Regions from separate parts of the Mus musculus genome. Here regions 1 and 3 are each linked to region 2. Evidence: chromatin contacts called from public HiChIP or PLAC-seq data. All regions are on one chromosome and are shown on one strand. Each heading gives the region's core, a stretch centred on a gene start, on an enhancer-like site or on the middle of the called end of the contact. The rest is flanking DNA. Distances are from core to core; before and after follow the strand shown.

What was found. HiChIP or PLAC-seq counts read pairs in DNA pulled down with a chosen protein or histone mark.
Region 1: an H3K27ac HiChIP or PLAC-seq map of embryonic stem cells shows a contact between it and region 2, with 4 times the contacts expected there. The contact joins two enhancer-like sites. A contact is called at or near these places in 1 of 15 datasets of contacts at CTCF or cohesin (large pre-B cells), 7 of 484 Hi-C or Micro-C datasets (the HPC-7 cell line, cardiomyocytes, cerebellum and 3 more), 4 of 115 datasets of contacts at active chromatin or transcription factors (acute myeloid leukemia, embryonic forebrain and embryonic stem cells) and 2 of 9 other capture datasets (embryonic stem cells and liver).
Region 3: a contact with region 2 is called in an H3K27ac HiChIP or PLAC-seq map of embryonic stem cells, with 2.4 times the contacts expected there. The contact joins two enhancer-like sites.

What each region holds. Positions count from the first base shown.
Region 1 is chr7:81,334,604-81,337,303 of GRCm38.p6, forward strand. No RefSeq gene overlaps it. Among named protein-coding and RNA genes, the nearest start is that of Rps17, 9.3 kb to the right of the region's middle. Within about 2 kb of position 1,353, at least 49 of the 459 cell types and tissues checked have an H3K27ac peak or open chromatin away from gene starts, as enhancers often do. A contact at or near this core is called in embryonic stem cells and palatal mesenchyme, where this site is marked.
Region 2 is chr7:80,744,004-80,746,703 of GRCm38.p6, forward strand. It overlaps Iqgap1 (IQ motif containing GTPase activating protein 1), which reads right to left. Exons shown (of 38, transcript NM_016721.2): 16 at 115-205. Among named protein-coding and RNA genes, the nearest start is that of Crtc3, 56 kb to the left of the region's middle. Within about 2 kb of position 1,443, at least 68 of the 459 cell types and tissues checked have an H3K27ac peak or open chromatin away from gene starts, as enhancers often do. A contact at or near this core is called in embryonic stem cells and palatal mesenchyme, where this site is marked.
Region 3 is chr7:80,219,607-80,222,306 of GRCm38.p6, forward strand. Sema4b (sema domain, immunoglobulin domain (Ig), transmembrane domain (TM) and short cytoplasmic domain, (semaphorin) 4B) reads left to right here. Exons shown (of 14, transcript NM_001360135.2): 10 at 515-725; 11 at 836-951; 12 at 1,182-1,348. Among named protein-coding and RNA genes, the nearest start is that of Cib1, 12 kb to the right of the region's middle. Within about 2 kb of position 1,260, at least 6 of the 459 cell types and tissues checked have an H3K27ac peak or open chromatin away from gene starts, as enhancers often do. A contact at or near this core is called in embryonic stem cells, where this site is marked.

The DNA of each region.
Region 1 (2,700 bases), core at 103-2,602, 590 kb after region 2:
GTAGAACAAACTGGAAGCTAAACAACTTTGTAAGGTCTGGTGGAGCCAGAATATATGATGGCTCTTCAGTTTGACCACAGACTCCACTGTAGAGAAGAACACGGGCTCTTTGTCCTGCATGAAGATGCCTGACCTAAGATAACATCGAGGAAGAGACATCTTACCCCCTCCCAGTGCCGTGAAGAAGAGGAGGCTGGTGCTTCACCATGAGCACGCCTAACATTTTTAGAGCTAAAAGAAGCTATAAGAATTACAAGGTAAGCCGGACGTAGTGGCGCACGCCTTTAATCCCAGCACTCGGGAGGCAGAGGCAGGTAGATTTCTGAGTTCGAGGCCAGCCTGGTCTACAGAGTAAGTTCCAGGACAACCAGAGCTACACAGAGAAACCCTGTCTCAAAAAAAAAAATTTACAAGGTAGACAAGATGGTCTTTAAAGGAAAAGAAACACACCAAACTTCTAGACCAGTGGTCTTCAGTCTTCCTAACACTGCGACCCTTTAATATACGACTGGCTGTAACTAAAGAATAAACGAAAGCCAGGCGTTGCTGAGTGACAACACAGAGGTGCGCAGCTCCACACCTGCTAAGCCCAGAGAAGGAGGTGATGTTCTCAACTGTCACGAGGAGAACAGGACAGAGAGCAAAGGGAAGAGGCGCTGGGCAAGGCAAGGTTGGAGCCTGGTCCCATTTGACAGACCCAGCGTAGGATTTAAAGGGTACTCTGAATCCCAGGTAGCACATACAGGTTGTCAGCTTTCCATTATACTGACAAATGCCTGAGACAAAAGGAGAGGGAGGCTTCAGGCCGTGGCATCTGGGCTGTGGTGGGACATTGGGTGTGGAACTGAATGAGAGTGGAGGAGAGTCCCACCATGTTCTTTTGGACATGCCTCTCCAAGCCAGATGACCCCCACTCGAAAGTTCCTACCACCTCCCAAAGGTCCCACACCGGAAAGTAAGCCTTTAAGCCTTGTCACTTTGAGACCCCCAGACTACAGCAATGCATAAAGCAAGACAGATCCCTTGCAGTGGACGTAGACATTGCCACTGGGAGCTTCAGTGGCCAAAAGACAAAGGAACCCCCCCCCCCACCAGACCCACTTAGCTAGGCTGGCATTCAAAAGGGAAGATCATGTAACTCAGACAAGTTCACTACAGATGCCCTTTAGAGGTCAGATCAGCAAGAGGGGTAAACTTCTGGACAAAAGTAGCCATGGGGGGGCGGTGAGGCTGGTGGAGAGGGAGAGAGAGGAGAAAAGGAGCAAGAAGCTTCAAAGAGGCAGCTGCTGGAAGGGCGGTGAGTCACAGAGAAGCCTGTTCCCTGGTGGCAGCAGAAACAATGGCCGGGAATGGAGCGCCATCAGCTCACACAGCCAGGAAGAGACTGAATCCGTGTGTAACAATTGTCTCATCCTGCTGTGCCCAGAGGAAACTTGAGGCCACTCACAACTGTCACACCGGAGGTTGTGCAGTCTGTTCTATGGTTTCAAGTCAGAAAGGAAAGACTCCAAGGAAAGCAAGCTTCCCGACCATCACCCTCCAGAAAGCTCTGCATCCCACAGTCGCGGTGTCCCAGGGAAGGCGCGCATCCCTGGGTCCTTCCTGCCTGCCTGGCTGCTCCGCGCCACCCTTCCAGCTTCCTCTAGCCCCACTGCTCCTCAGCCTCCAACCCCACCTGCAAAGCGGGGTTCCTGGCCGGTGGAGGGAGCCCTGTTTAGAAGGGAGGACGCAAACTCAGTCGCCAAGAAGCAATAGCATCCAGTCAAGGGCCAAGAACAGCACTGTGAGTGGAACAGCGTGGGAGGGTCAGGGCACATCAAGGCTCTGTGCTATTGTCCAGGAGAGAGTGGAAATTATATAGCTAGAGGGTAGACTGAACAGGCTTTCTAAAAATAGGGTTAGGGGCTAGAAAATGGCTTGGCGGCCAAGGCACATTGCTCTTCCAGAGACAGGATTTAGTTCGCAGCACCGACAACCACCAGTAATTCCAGGGGCTCTGGCGCCCTCTTCTGGACTCCACGAACACGTGAGTACTCTTCCAGGAGCACACATAAATAAAGAGGGGTAACTGTTTCGTATATCTGAGGACAGGAAGACAAAAATAATTTGGGGTGGGGCTGGGGGTGGGTGGGTAGGGAGATGGTTCTTGTGAACGGAAACTCTTGAAAAGGGGCAGTGTCTGCAGAGACTGACTGGGAGAACTTCAGTCCTGTTGGGAGTCTGGAATGCTGCAGGTCCCATCCCGATACAGTTCCAACCTCAAAACAGCCATTCCTTGTCCTCGTGTGTCAGAGCTAACACAGGGCACTAATCCTGTGACTAAGAGAAAAACCTTCTAGAATCCACTGACTTAGCGGGCCACTGGCTTCCACCAACTCGAAAGCTTGGATGTCATGGGACAGCATCCCGGGCCTGGGTGAAGACTTCCCCATCTCACTGTGCCTGTTCTTTGATGTATTAGCCCTGATTTCTGACTTTATTCTGTAAAACCATAAAAATTTCATTATACTGCCAGGTGTGGTGGCGCACGCCTTTAATGCCAGCACTCGGGAGGCAGAGACAGGCGGATTTCTAAGTTCAAGGCCAGCCTGGTCTACAAAGTACTCACTGAGTTCCAGGACACCCAGGGCTATACAGAGAAACCCTGTCTCGAAAAACCAAACCAAACCAAACCAAAAAAACTTCATTAAACTGCTTCCA
Region 2 (2,700 bases), core at 193-2,692:
CTGTGTTCACATGACTTCACCCAGCATACCTACTGGCCAGCTACCCTGCCCAGCACCTGTTGACCTCACCCTCCACCTACACGTGAGCCAGACAACAGACACATGGATACTTACACCTCTGGGCCTCTTGGGTGTCTTTGTTGGACTGCCAGATTCCACCTTGAATTTCATCCAACCATAACACAGCTGACTCATCCTGTGTTTCCTACATATGATTGAAAGCAAAACAGTACGAAAGCCATGGTGAACATCAGGGTATGTGTGATGAGGGCCTTCTGGGGCTCAGCTACAGAAGAAAAAGCTCCACAGATGAGCCGTGGATTAAGTGAATGAAAAGAGCCAGGCATCAAATACCCTGCCCTAAAGTTAAACAGGAAATGGCTCCAATGTAAGCAATGGATGAATGAATGAAGGCCACTCAAACTGTTCAGGAAGCTGACAGCCGTGGAGGGCGCAGGAGCAGGTACACTGGGAAGGGGCCCAGGGACTTGTACCGTATGACAAAGGCCAGAGTATGTGTATTAATACACAAGGTCCAGAAAGCTTCCTTTGCCCTTGAAACACACACAGAGGCAGCTCAAATTCTCCAATACAACCAACGCTTATGTCTTATGTAACCGGATCCTTTTCCTTCTCAGATTTAAAACCTGGAGTTACTGCTACTGCAAGAGTTCTTTTTTGTTTGTTTTGCTTTGTTTTTTGAGACAGGGTTTCTCTGTGTAGCCCAGGCTGTCCTGGAACTCACTCTGTAGACACGGCTGTCCTCAAACTCACAGAGATCCACCTGCCTCTGCCTCTGCCTCCCAAAAGTTGGGATTAAAAGTGTATGCCACCATGCCCTGCTTAAGCCTTTCATTTTAAAATCATTTGCTGGAAACTAAACACACATGTCCACACACAGGATTCTAATAAATGGTGACGAGATAGCCAGAAAAGCTGTACAGTCTGAGCGGGCTCCTGTGTCAGAGGTGATGGAGCAGAACTGGCTTGTTTCACTCTTGCTATAGTTTATTTTTCCTTAAGCTAACATGTAAGGGTTCAATATAGGATTCTGATGCATATACCATTTTATTATTCACCCCCACCCTCCCTGATCCCCCCCCCCTTTGCTGGTTTCTTGTCTCCCTTCAAATATTTTTCCTCATGTGTTCATGTTACATATACTGAAGATGGGGAATGGCCACACACAATTCCGAGTCCTCAAAGTACTGTAAATGCTAACATCAACTGCAGGGTGAAGCCACAATGCGGCAGCCACAGGCTGTGACTCCAAGAGCTGAGAAGTCAGAGGCAACAGGGCGGATGGTCCTAGTCTGCAAGAGAAACTGCCCACAAACGCTACGACCAAAGCAAAGGCACTTCCGTGGGCTGGAATCCAGCCATTGCGGGTTCACTGCTAGGCTGATCTCACATGCATTCCAAGAAGAATCAGCTAACAGCAGAGCTGGGAGGCCAAGGGAGAGCCTTCCCCTGCAGGGAGAGAGCGCTCTGCAAGCGTTCTGACTATTCACAGTCCTATCCCCCACTGCCCCATGCAGGGTAAAACAAAGAGCTACGGTTAACCTTTCTTTCACACATAATCCTCACACATAAGGACCAAACAATGGAGCTAAGGTATGAAAGGCAAGAGAATGAAGAGAAATTGGTCTGGCATATGCTCTAACTAGTTCCTGGTGGCTTACACACAAGCATGTGTATACAGATGGGAAGAGAGTTTTAAAAGTCACGCATGTACATAATAGTAAAGTGATGCTCACCTTGGGCATTAAGACTCTCCTACCCAGGGACTGGTGATCATTCTTACAAAGTGCTCCAAAGGCACCAACTTCAAGTAAGGAAAGAAATGAAATGGCAGACTCGGGACTTCTAAGAAACTTCTCACTAAAAATCCTGGCTAAAAATAGCATGGATTAGCTTTTGTAAGCTGACAAGATGAAGGAAGGTTTGTAACAGTTAAGAGCTGACACAAAGGCATTTCCCACTGAGTGAGAAAGAACGTGAGCTCGGTGCTGTTCCATCTTCCCACAACCTATCTGGTGCTCCCTGGGAGGTCACCAGTGCTTCCCCCCCCCCCCATCCCTTATCCTCATTGGATGACCAGGGCCTTCCCCAGCTGTTTAGCATCACTGATGCTTGTGGTGATAATGTACAGTCTCACCACCACCACCACCACCACTAACCAAAAACACTGAGAAGGCAAATCTGGAGAAGAGGTGTGAGCTGTGAGACCCTTGACCTGGATGGGAACCGAGAGGGCCACACCTGGTACAGATGGGGTGCAGAGACTCTTCTATAAGTGATTGTGAACATAGGGGAGGCAATGACACAAATTTTATAATGATGTATCATATGGCCTGCAAATTATATTCCAATAAAATCGAAAGCTCTAAGCTCCGTGTCTGACCAAGCCTGGAGAGAAAGCTGCACAGCTGTAAACAGCCTGCCTACTGAGCGGAAAGCACAAAGGCCCCTCAGCAGGGCAGGGAGGCCCCTCAGCAGGGCAGGGAGGCCCCTCAGCAGGGCAGGGAGGCTTTACAGGGTCTAGGGATTCAAGGACACCTGTCCAATTGTTAGCAAATCACAAGCTGATTAGGGAGATTTTCCTGCATGTACATGACAAAGACAGTTCACAGAATTCAGAAACGCCTTGAACAGCTGTGCACCTGCAATCTCACTGAAGCAAGCCCCCATCTCAACAAA
Region 3 (2,700 bases), core at 10-2,509, 520 kb before region 2:
AGGCTGGTGTAATCTGGGTTGTTTGAATTCCCAGTCCTCCCAAGTCCTGGGAGTACAAGAAGACGCCACTGTACCGTGCTTTGCACAATGCTGCACAGTACTGTCATTATCCCTTTATTCTGTCCACCCGACTAAGCCTTGTACACAGAGAAACCCTGGGGCAGAGAGAAGCAGGACCTGGGTAGGTGTGGGAATTGATTATGGCTGCACTGAGATTGGCCCTGAAAACTTCCCGGCAGCCCTAGGGTAAGATGCACGGGTAAGGCCCCAGGCAAAATGAAAAGTCACACTTTGAGACCTGTGTGCAAACTTGGTGAGGATCAATAGGCCAGAGGCCAGCAGGAAACCCCGGTCTTGCTTTCTTCACACGTCAGATTTGCCTTTGGACCAGCACAGTGCAGAAAGGCAGATGTTCCATGATTTCTGGAGCATAGTTAATGTGGCAGGGGCCGCTACTGTCCCAGGAGGCATGCTCCACGCTGATTCCTGTCCCTCCTGTTTCTGCCTTCTTCAGTGCATTACCAACAGTGCCCGGGAACGGAAGATCAACTCGTCCCTGCAGCTCCCAGACCGAGTGCTGAACTTCCTCAAGGATCACTTCTTGATGGATGGGCAGGTCCGCAGTCGCCTGCTGCTGCTGCAGCCCAGAGCCCGCTACCAGCGTGTGGCTGTGCACCGTGTGCCTGGCCTGCACAGCACTTATGATGTCCTATTTCTGGGCACTGGTGAGTGTCTGCAGCCCTGCAGAATTGAGTTAAGGAGGGCAATACATGCATGGCTGGTAGATCGTGGGCGGTGGGCTCCACCACGGCCTGAGTCGTGACCATGCTTGCAGGTGATGGCCGCCTGCACAAAGCAGTGACCCTGAGCTCCAGAGTCCACATCATTGAGGAGCTGCAGATCTTCCCTCAAGGACAGCCTGTGCAGAACCTGCTCTTGGACAGCCATGGGGTGAGTGGGCCATGGAGTGAATTTGACCACTTTGACTGTCAACAAGCCAGCTTTTCTGTCCCTTGCCAAAGCAAGATGGAAAGTTACAGAGCCCTGGCTTCTGACCATAAAAAGGATATGTGGCAGAACTTGTCAGGGGTGCCCTGGGATGACTAGTGAGCATGTGAGGCTAGTATGACAGTGTCCCGGTGCCTGTGTCTCCCTCTCACTCTTCATGTTTGGCTGTGTAGGGACTGTTGTATGCCTCCTCCCATTCCGGGGTGGTGCAAGTGCCCGTAGCCAACTGCAGCCTGTACCCAACCTGTGGAGACTGCCTCCTGGCTCGAGACCCCTACTGCGCCTGGACTGGCTCTGCCTGCAGGCTCGCTAGCCTCTACCAGCCTGATCTGGCCTCCAGGTGAGAACTCCCAAAGACCCAGTGACTCCTCCTCATCTCTGAGCACTGCATCTTCTCTGGGACCCCTGCACATGGTTATTTCTCAGCTCTCTGTGGCCATATAATCTATATGGACCAGATAGACAGGGTTTGCCAGAATAAGAAACATCTAGTAAAGAAGATGTGGATTGCCACATGCACATAGCTTATTGTAAGTAGGCTGTTCGGTAAGCCTGTTAGACCATTAAAAAGTAGAGTAACATTAGAATTAGAGATGTCTATTGAGAAAACAGAGATGTGCTATTTGGCACAGTGATGCACAGCTTTAATCCTAGCATGCAGGAAGCAGAAGCAGGAAGATCTTTGTGAATTTAAGACCAGCCAGGACCACATAATGAGACCCCGTCTCCATTTAAATGAAAATAGGAATGAGTCAGCTGAAGTGGGGTTTGTCTGTAATCCAGTGCCTGGTTTTATTGTTGTTCTGTTGTTTGTTTTTGGTTTTATTGAGGCAGGGTCTCATGTAGCCTAGGATATAGTGGTGGATGCTTAGAAGAAGATGGGGTGGCCAGGACCTGCTGGTGCATGCGTATAATCCTACTGTTCAGAAGGTGGAGGCAGGAGGGTCAGAAGTTCAAGGACATCCTCTGCAACAAAGAGTTTCAAGGCCAGCAGGAGTTACAGGAGACTTTGTCTCACAAAAATGGATGGTGCTGGAGACGTGGCTCAGCAGTTAAGAGCACGGACTGCTCTCATAGAGGACCCAGGTTTCATTCCTAAGCTCCCATATCAGGCAGTTTACAACCAACTGCTTAGAACTGGCTTCCTGCATACACCTGGTACAGGAAATTCACCTAGGTATAGGCAGATGCACATACGTAAAAGGAATACGTAAATATTTAAAAAAAAAAAAAAAAAAAGACGAGAAGAGGGATGTTCTCCAAGTGAAGCTCTTCAGCCCTATCTGTGGACTGGATTTTAACATGGCTTTGTATTTCCCTAAAATGGGTCAAACGAATGATCTCATTGTTTTATTACAAATGGGATCTCTCATTTGTAGTTTTCTTTTGTTTATATCAAAAGGACACAAATTACTGCACGCTTAAAGCACAGAAGTCATACACTCCCTTAGCCGTATCCTTGTCTTATAGGTGGTATGGCTGGTGTCTATCTTTAAACTTTTTCAGGAACTTCCATATTTGGGGATGATTTTGTGTGTGTGGCCTGAAGTCCCGTTACTAGGGGGGTGGAGGCAGGACGATCTGTAGTTCAGAGTTATCCTTGACTACATAAAAAGTTTAGGGCTAGCCTAGGCTATATAACTAAGACCCAGTTTGGGCTAGATGCTCTGGCAAATGCCTTTAATCCCAGGG